Linked DNA regions of Sus scrofa: region 1 is linked to region 2. The links are chromatin contacts, called in public HiChIP or PLAC-seq maps. All regions are on one chromosome and are shown on one strand. Each heading gives the region's core, a stretch centred on a gene start, on an enhancer-like site or on the middle of the called end of the contact. The rest is flanking DNA. Distances are from core to core; before and after follow the strand shown. Region 1 overlaps LOC110259504 (a long non-coding RNA gene). Region 2 holds the start of CXXC5 (CXXC-type zinc finger protein 5).

What was found. HiChIP or PLAC-seq counts read pairs in DNA pulled down with a chosen protein or histone mark.
Region 1: an H3K27ac HiChIP or PLAC-seq map of skeletal muscle shows a contact between it and region 2. The contact joins the enhancer-like site here to the promoter of CXXC5 in region 2. A contact is called at or near these places in 8 of 47 Hi-C or Micro-C datasets (blood, embryonic fibroblasts, epiblast stem cells and 5 more) and 1 of 2 datasets of contacts at active chromatin or transcription factors (skeletal muscle).

Annotation. Positions count from the first base shown.
Region 1 is chr2:141,562,669-141,565,368 of Sscrofa11.1, forward strand. The region is part of intron 5 of LOC110259504 (a long non-coding RNA gene); the gene reads left to right. Among named protein-coding and RNA genes, the nearest start is that of PSD2, 28 kb to the right of the region's middle. Within about 2 kb of position 1,418, at least 51 of the 83 cell types and tissues checked have an H3K27ac peak or open chromatin away from gene starts, as enhancers often do. A contact at or near this core is called in embryonic fibroblasts, fetal liver, retroperitoneal adipose tissue and 1 more, where this site is marked.
Region 2 is chr2:141,479,515-141,482,273 of Sscrofa11.1, forward strand. It overlaps CXXC5 (CXXC-type zinc finger protein 5), which reads left to right and starts at 1,478. Exons shown (of 5, transcript XM_021084872.1): 1 at 1,478-1,578.

The DNA of each region.
Region 1 (2,700 bases), core at 168-2,667, 83 kb after region 2:
AGGGGAGCATGGACTGAAAGAGAGGCCTGAGGCTCAGAGATGTGTGAGCTGTGCCCAGAGTCACACAGCAAATTTAGCATATTAGGAGGCTGAGTTCCAGGGCTTGGCAGGCGGTGGTGGGCACCGACAGTGGGGTCCCTGAGTCTTCTGCAAACAAGGTGTGTTTGCTCCAGCCTGTGCTGCTGCTCAGGATCCCATAGGACTGAGTGTATAACCTGTCACAGGAGCAGCTGCACGTGTACAAGCACTCAGGGCCAGCCTCTCTTTCACATATCCTTGAGGTTCTGCATGCAGGCTCCTTGGAGTTGAATGACAGAACTACGTCTCCAGGCGACATCACTGGGAAAGAACTGGGGTGGGGTTGGAGCCCACTAGAGTGAATTTTCCCTCCTGTCTCCTCATTTGCCATAGGCGGGAGGTGGAGGGATTTCTCTTCAGCCTCAGTTACAAACTCGGCCCTGGTCCCCCATCCCCCTTTAGAAACCCTTCCCCCCCCCCCCCAGGCCTGAGTCATTAGTGCTGGGCCCCAGGGAGGGGTGTGGGCCTGGAAGCTGAGCCAGATTTGAAAATGGCAACCCTGGGGACCTTTTTCCCAGCGAGAGGGGGAGGGCAGGGTGGAGGCCTCAAGACAGAAACCAGTTCTCTACTCACAGCTACCAGCGTCCAGACCTCTCCTCTCTCCGCAAGAGTGGCTCAGGTCAGGGTGGACCTTTGTGTTCTAGGACCAGTTACTAGGCTGCTAGGGTAGCCTGGTCCCAGACTCTGCACAGAGCAAGCCCACTTCTCCAGCCCCCTGAGGCTTCAGCCTGTCCCTGTGCTCCCAAGCCTTCGTCGTGCCTGGCTGTCTAGGACTCAAGGTCAGGTTGGCCTGAGAGTCAGCTGGGGAGCCGATTGGGCCTACCTTTGAAGCTGGATTCTTTGGAGGCTTGCAGAACTGGGTGACACCACCCACACTGCTCCTGCTACAGACAAGACTCTGCACTATTAGTTTCTCACCTGCAAGCCAGGCCAGGCCTTCTCTCTCCTCTTGAGACCTCCAGTCTGAAATGACCCCTGACTACACGTAGAGCCGTAAGGAGATGGGCACCTGGCAGGGTGCTGGGCAGAACCTAGTGCCTGGGTCCAGGCCAATCTCCATCTCTCTGACCCTCTGGCCTCAAGGCGGTGTTCTGTATCTTGAGGGTTGGGCGAGACCATATCTCAGTTCCCCACCTCCCATCAGAGCTGGCCTGGGGGTTCCTACAGGAACTTGAGGGGTCTGAGCGGCTCCCTCCCTTTCGGCAGCGGGACTTGGCTCAACGTTTTCTTAAGGTTTCAAAGTAACATTCTAAAGAGGCACCGTGAGAGCCAATCAGAAAGCCCATGTAAATGAGCAGTCGCTGATTGGCTGTCTCCTTCACGCCCTTTACGAAACTTCAACTTCATCAACTCCGCAAAGATTTTTCCCTCTGGCCCCTTGCGCCCTGCAGGAGGCGGGGCTGGGGGGTCACCCGGGCCATTCCCCTGCGGCAGGGTGCCTGGACCGCCGAGTCGGGCCACTTAGGGACAGGCGGAGGCGAGTGCACCGGACTCTGGAGGTTTATTCCGGCACAGACTTCTTGGGGGGGGGGCGGCCGGGGGAGTGAACTCCCTCCTCTTCTTTGTAGGACCGCTGCAGCGCGGGCTGCAGGCCGCGGGTATCGAGCTTCGCTGGGCCGGATCGATATCTGCCCGCTGGACTGATGCGCCTGGGAGTCGGCTCGACAGGGGCTCCGCGGCAGAGTGATGGCCTTGCAGCTCCCCACTCCACCGCCCCCCCCAATCCCCCTTTTACTGGCACTCCCCGGGAAACCGAGGCGGGGAAGTCGTGTTGGGATGGAGGACGTGGCCTGGGGCAGGCGACATTCTGGGCCGCGGTTCTCTTGGTGGGGGGCGGGGGTAGACTAGGGCCGCGCCCTGTCCCCCAACCTATGCTCGTCCCCACCCCCAGCGATCACCCTCAGCTCGAGGCGTCCCTGTTTCTCGTCCACTCATCCTATCCTTCACCTCCCCCCCCCACTCTCTTTGTGTTTCTCCTCGCTGGCTCTGAGGTCCCTCCCTCCTTCCTCTCTCTGTGGGTGTCTATCTCTACCTCTCCGTCTCATTTCTTTCTTTGCCTGTCTCGGTCTCTGGTTGTCTCTGTCCCTCGGTCTCTGCTTAGGTCTCTCCTCCCTTCTTGCTCATTTTCACTTCCTCTCTTTGTCTGGCTCTCTCTTTTCTCCCTCCCTTCAGCACCCCCCACCCCGTCCCCCAACACACACCTCACAGCCCTGTTTACGACATCCCCAGGGCTGGCAGGTGGGCGGGGCTGCAGCAGAGAGGGGGTGAGGGAGGGAGACGCAGCCTCCCCCCCAGCTGTTAACCTTCACGCTTCAGGCCTCTGCGGATGGCAGAGGAGGGGGAAAGCCCAGCTGCCAGCTTGGCGGAGGTGACGGGGGGCGGGGGAACTGGGGGCTGCCCCTCCCTCTGGGCTTGTCTCTGGGGAGATCTGGGGCCGGAAGGAGTGTGACCGAGGGCGCCTCCGGCGGAGAGAGGCTATTGGCCCCTCGAAGGCTTTTGCTGGGCAGGCGGGTGCCCGAAGGGGGTTCTAGCGGCGCCGGCCCTGCCGGCGGCCGGGCCGGACGCGGGGGCCGGCGTGAGAATCCCGCCCATCTGTGAGCCGGCCTCACGCCGTCAGACCCA
Region 2 (2,759 bases), core at 228-2,727:
GTGGGCCTGGGGCTGGCTCTATGGGTCACTGAAGAGATGAGAAGAGGACATCTGCAGCCTTAGGATTAGCCCAAGCTGGGCAGATGGAGGGGCACCGAGTGGTGCTCAGGATATGCGGGCCCAAATCTGTACCCACTGGGCTTTTGTTCTCTTTCAGCCGGTATCTGTCTGTCGAGCAATGCTCTGTGCTAGGCACTGTCTCAGGCTGAGTTTACACTTCGCGGTCCCGTCTCAGGGCCACAATGCAGTCGCTTTAGCTCCAGGACTCAGGGCTTGGGGTGGCGCCGGCACAGGAAACAAAATGCCCTTCCTCGGCTCGGTTTCCTCATCTGTGAAATGGGGACAGGAACCTCGGCTCCCTTTCTCCCGGAGAACTAGAGCCCACCGAGTTCGGGAAAGCGCCCTGGGAAGGGAGGAGTCCTTCAACACGCGTCTAATTCCGAGAGTGCTCGGCTAGGAGTTCCCGACCCTACGCGCCGCTGAGCCGCGGGGCGCGGCCAAACCCTCAGCACCGGTCCTTGCAGCTTGGCGGCCGGCCGAACAGAGGGGACAGAGGGGCGGCGGATTTCCTCGTCAGGTGCGTCGCCGAGCGCATGCCCTCCTCACAAAACGAGAGAGGTCCTCTTATGTATTTATTTATTTATTTTTGTAAAGTTGCGGAGAAAGAGGTGAAGACGGGGCGCGCCGGGGAGCTGAGCCAGGGCCGACCAGGTCAGGGCGCGGAGAGCTGGAGGCGCAGTGGCTGCAGCTCCAGCCTCAGAGCCTGCGGCGTCCAAGTGGCCAGGGCTGCGTCGGGAGGGAGGGAGCGTCGAGTCCGGTCCGGGTTTTGCCGGCAGCCCCCGGGCAGCGTTCAGAGCTCCTGCCCCGGCGGGCGCGCGGCGGCGGCGGCGGCGGCGGCGGCAGAGGCGGCGGAGCCTGAGCGGGGATGTAGAGGCGGCGGCACTGGCGGCAGCAGAGGCGGCGGCGGCGGCGAGAGCAGGCGCCGGAGCCGAGCGAGAAGAGCGGCAGGACCTTGTTCCCCGAAGCCGGGCCCCGCGTCCCAGCCCTGCCCAGCCCGCGCCCAGCCATGCGCGCCGCCTGCTGAGTCCGGGCGCCTCACGCTGCGCCCTCCGCCAGCCGCGCCGCGCTGCGCTCGGGGGTGATTAGTTGCTTTTTGTTGTTTTTTAATTTGGGCCGCGGGGAGGGGGAGGAGGGGCAGGTGCTGCAGGCTCCCCCCCCCTCCCCGCCTCCGGCCAGCCGCGGCGGCGTGACTCCGGCTCCGGCCCCGGGCACGGCGGGCGGCGCGGCTGGAGCGGAGCGCACCGCGGCGGCTGTGCCCAGAGAGGAGCGCAGCTCTCCGCCCCGCCCCTCCCCCTCGGCCTCGCGGCGGCGGCGGCGGCGGCGGCGGCGGTGGCGGCTTGGACGACTCTGAGAGCCGGTAGGTGTCGGGCCACGGCCCTCCCCCGACCCCCCGGAGGCCGGCCCCCTCCCCTTCCCCGCCTACCTCCCTCTCCTCCCCGGGGCCCGGTGCGCGGCCGGGGCCGGAGTTCGCTGCAAGTCGGCGGAAAGTTTGGCGGCGCGGGCTCCCCCGAAGTTCAGGTGCGGAGAGCCAGGGACGGGGAAGGAGGGGTCCGGGTTTGGGTGGGGCAGGGGGTGCCGGTGGCCTGAGCCCGGGAGCCCCGGCGGCTGGGAGCCCGAGCTCCGGGGATCGCTCGGTGGCCTCTGCTATACTCCAGCCTCCCCAAGCCGCAGTCAGCTCGGTCGCAGATCACTGAGTTCAGACAAAAAGAGGGGTTTTAGGGTCGGGGACGGCGGCTTGGGCGCCATGGATTGGGGCTGGGGCTCCTGTCCCCTCCCCAGGTCCTCGAGCCTGAGGGCTCAGGGGCGGCGGGAGCCCGGGTCCTCACCTCTCGGTGTTGGGCGGGCGCTCCGCCTGCGGGGGCGGCTGATTGGAGCTCTCCGGCGCGCACTCCCCCCACCATGCCCCATTCGCAGCCTGGTGTTTGGGGGGCGACGGTAACTGCTCTTAATGCCCTGGACCACGCGTGGCTGAGTCTCCCCCTCCACTTGAGGGGGCGGTGGCCACTTCTACATTTCCCCTCCGGCTCCTCGCCCCCGCTGCCCGCGGGGTGCCTGGCGGGCTGATCAAGTTTGACCTTCTTTTTCCGTTAAAGGATCACCCCCCACCACCGCTGCTCCCCGCGGCCTCGTTCTCCCATCCTCCCCAGCCCTGGGGAGTCTTTCAGGCTGGCTCTCGAGCCCCGCGTGGCCAAACAGCAGGCAAAGCCAGGGTGGGAGACTGGGGGTGTTCCTCTCGCTGCGGAGCTGTGGGAGGCGGGTGTCCCAGGCGCCTGCCTCGCTGCTCTGGCTCCAAATTTACCCGTGAAGTTTGGGCCCCAGCCCCCCCTCCCCTTTGCTTCCCCGGAGCGAGGGGCTGCACCGCCTCGGGAAGAATGTGTTAATTTTCTTGCCGGGGGAAGTTGTCCTCGCCCGGAATGGGCTGCTTCCCGGCGGGGAGCGCGGGGTGCGTCAGGCTTTGTTTATTTGTAGGATCAACAGAAAGTGAGTGACCCCGGTTTTTAAATGGGGGGCTGCCCCTGGGACCTGTCAGGAGAGCCGAAGCGCTCAAGGAGGGACTAGGTTCGCTTTTTGCTACCCCCCCCCCCCCGCTTTAGGAATCGGAAAAGGTGCGCGGAGTTGGGCTGGTGCCACGGGCTGCGAGGAGGCAGCCGCAGATTTGGGGGTTCTGTAGGGACCCATCCGGAAAGACTCGTGCCCTC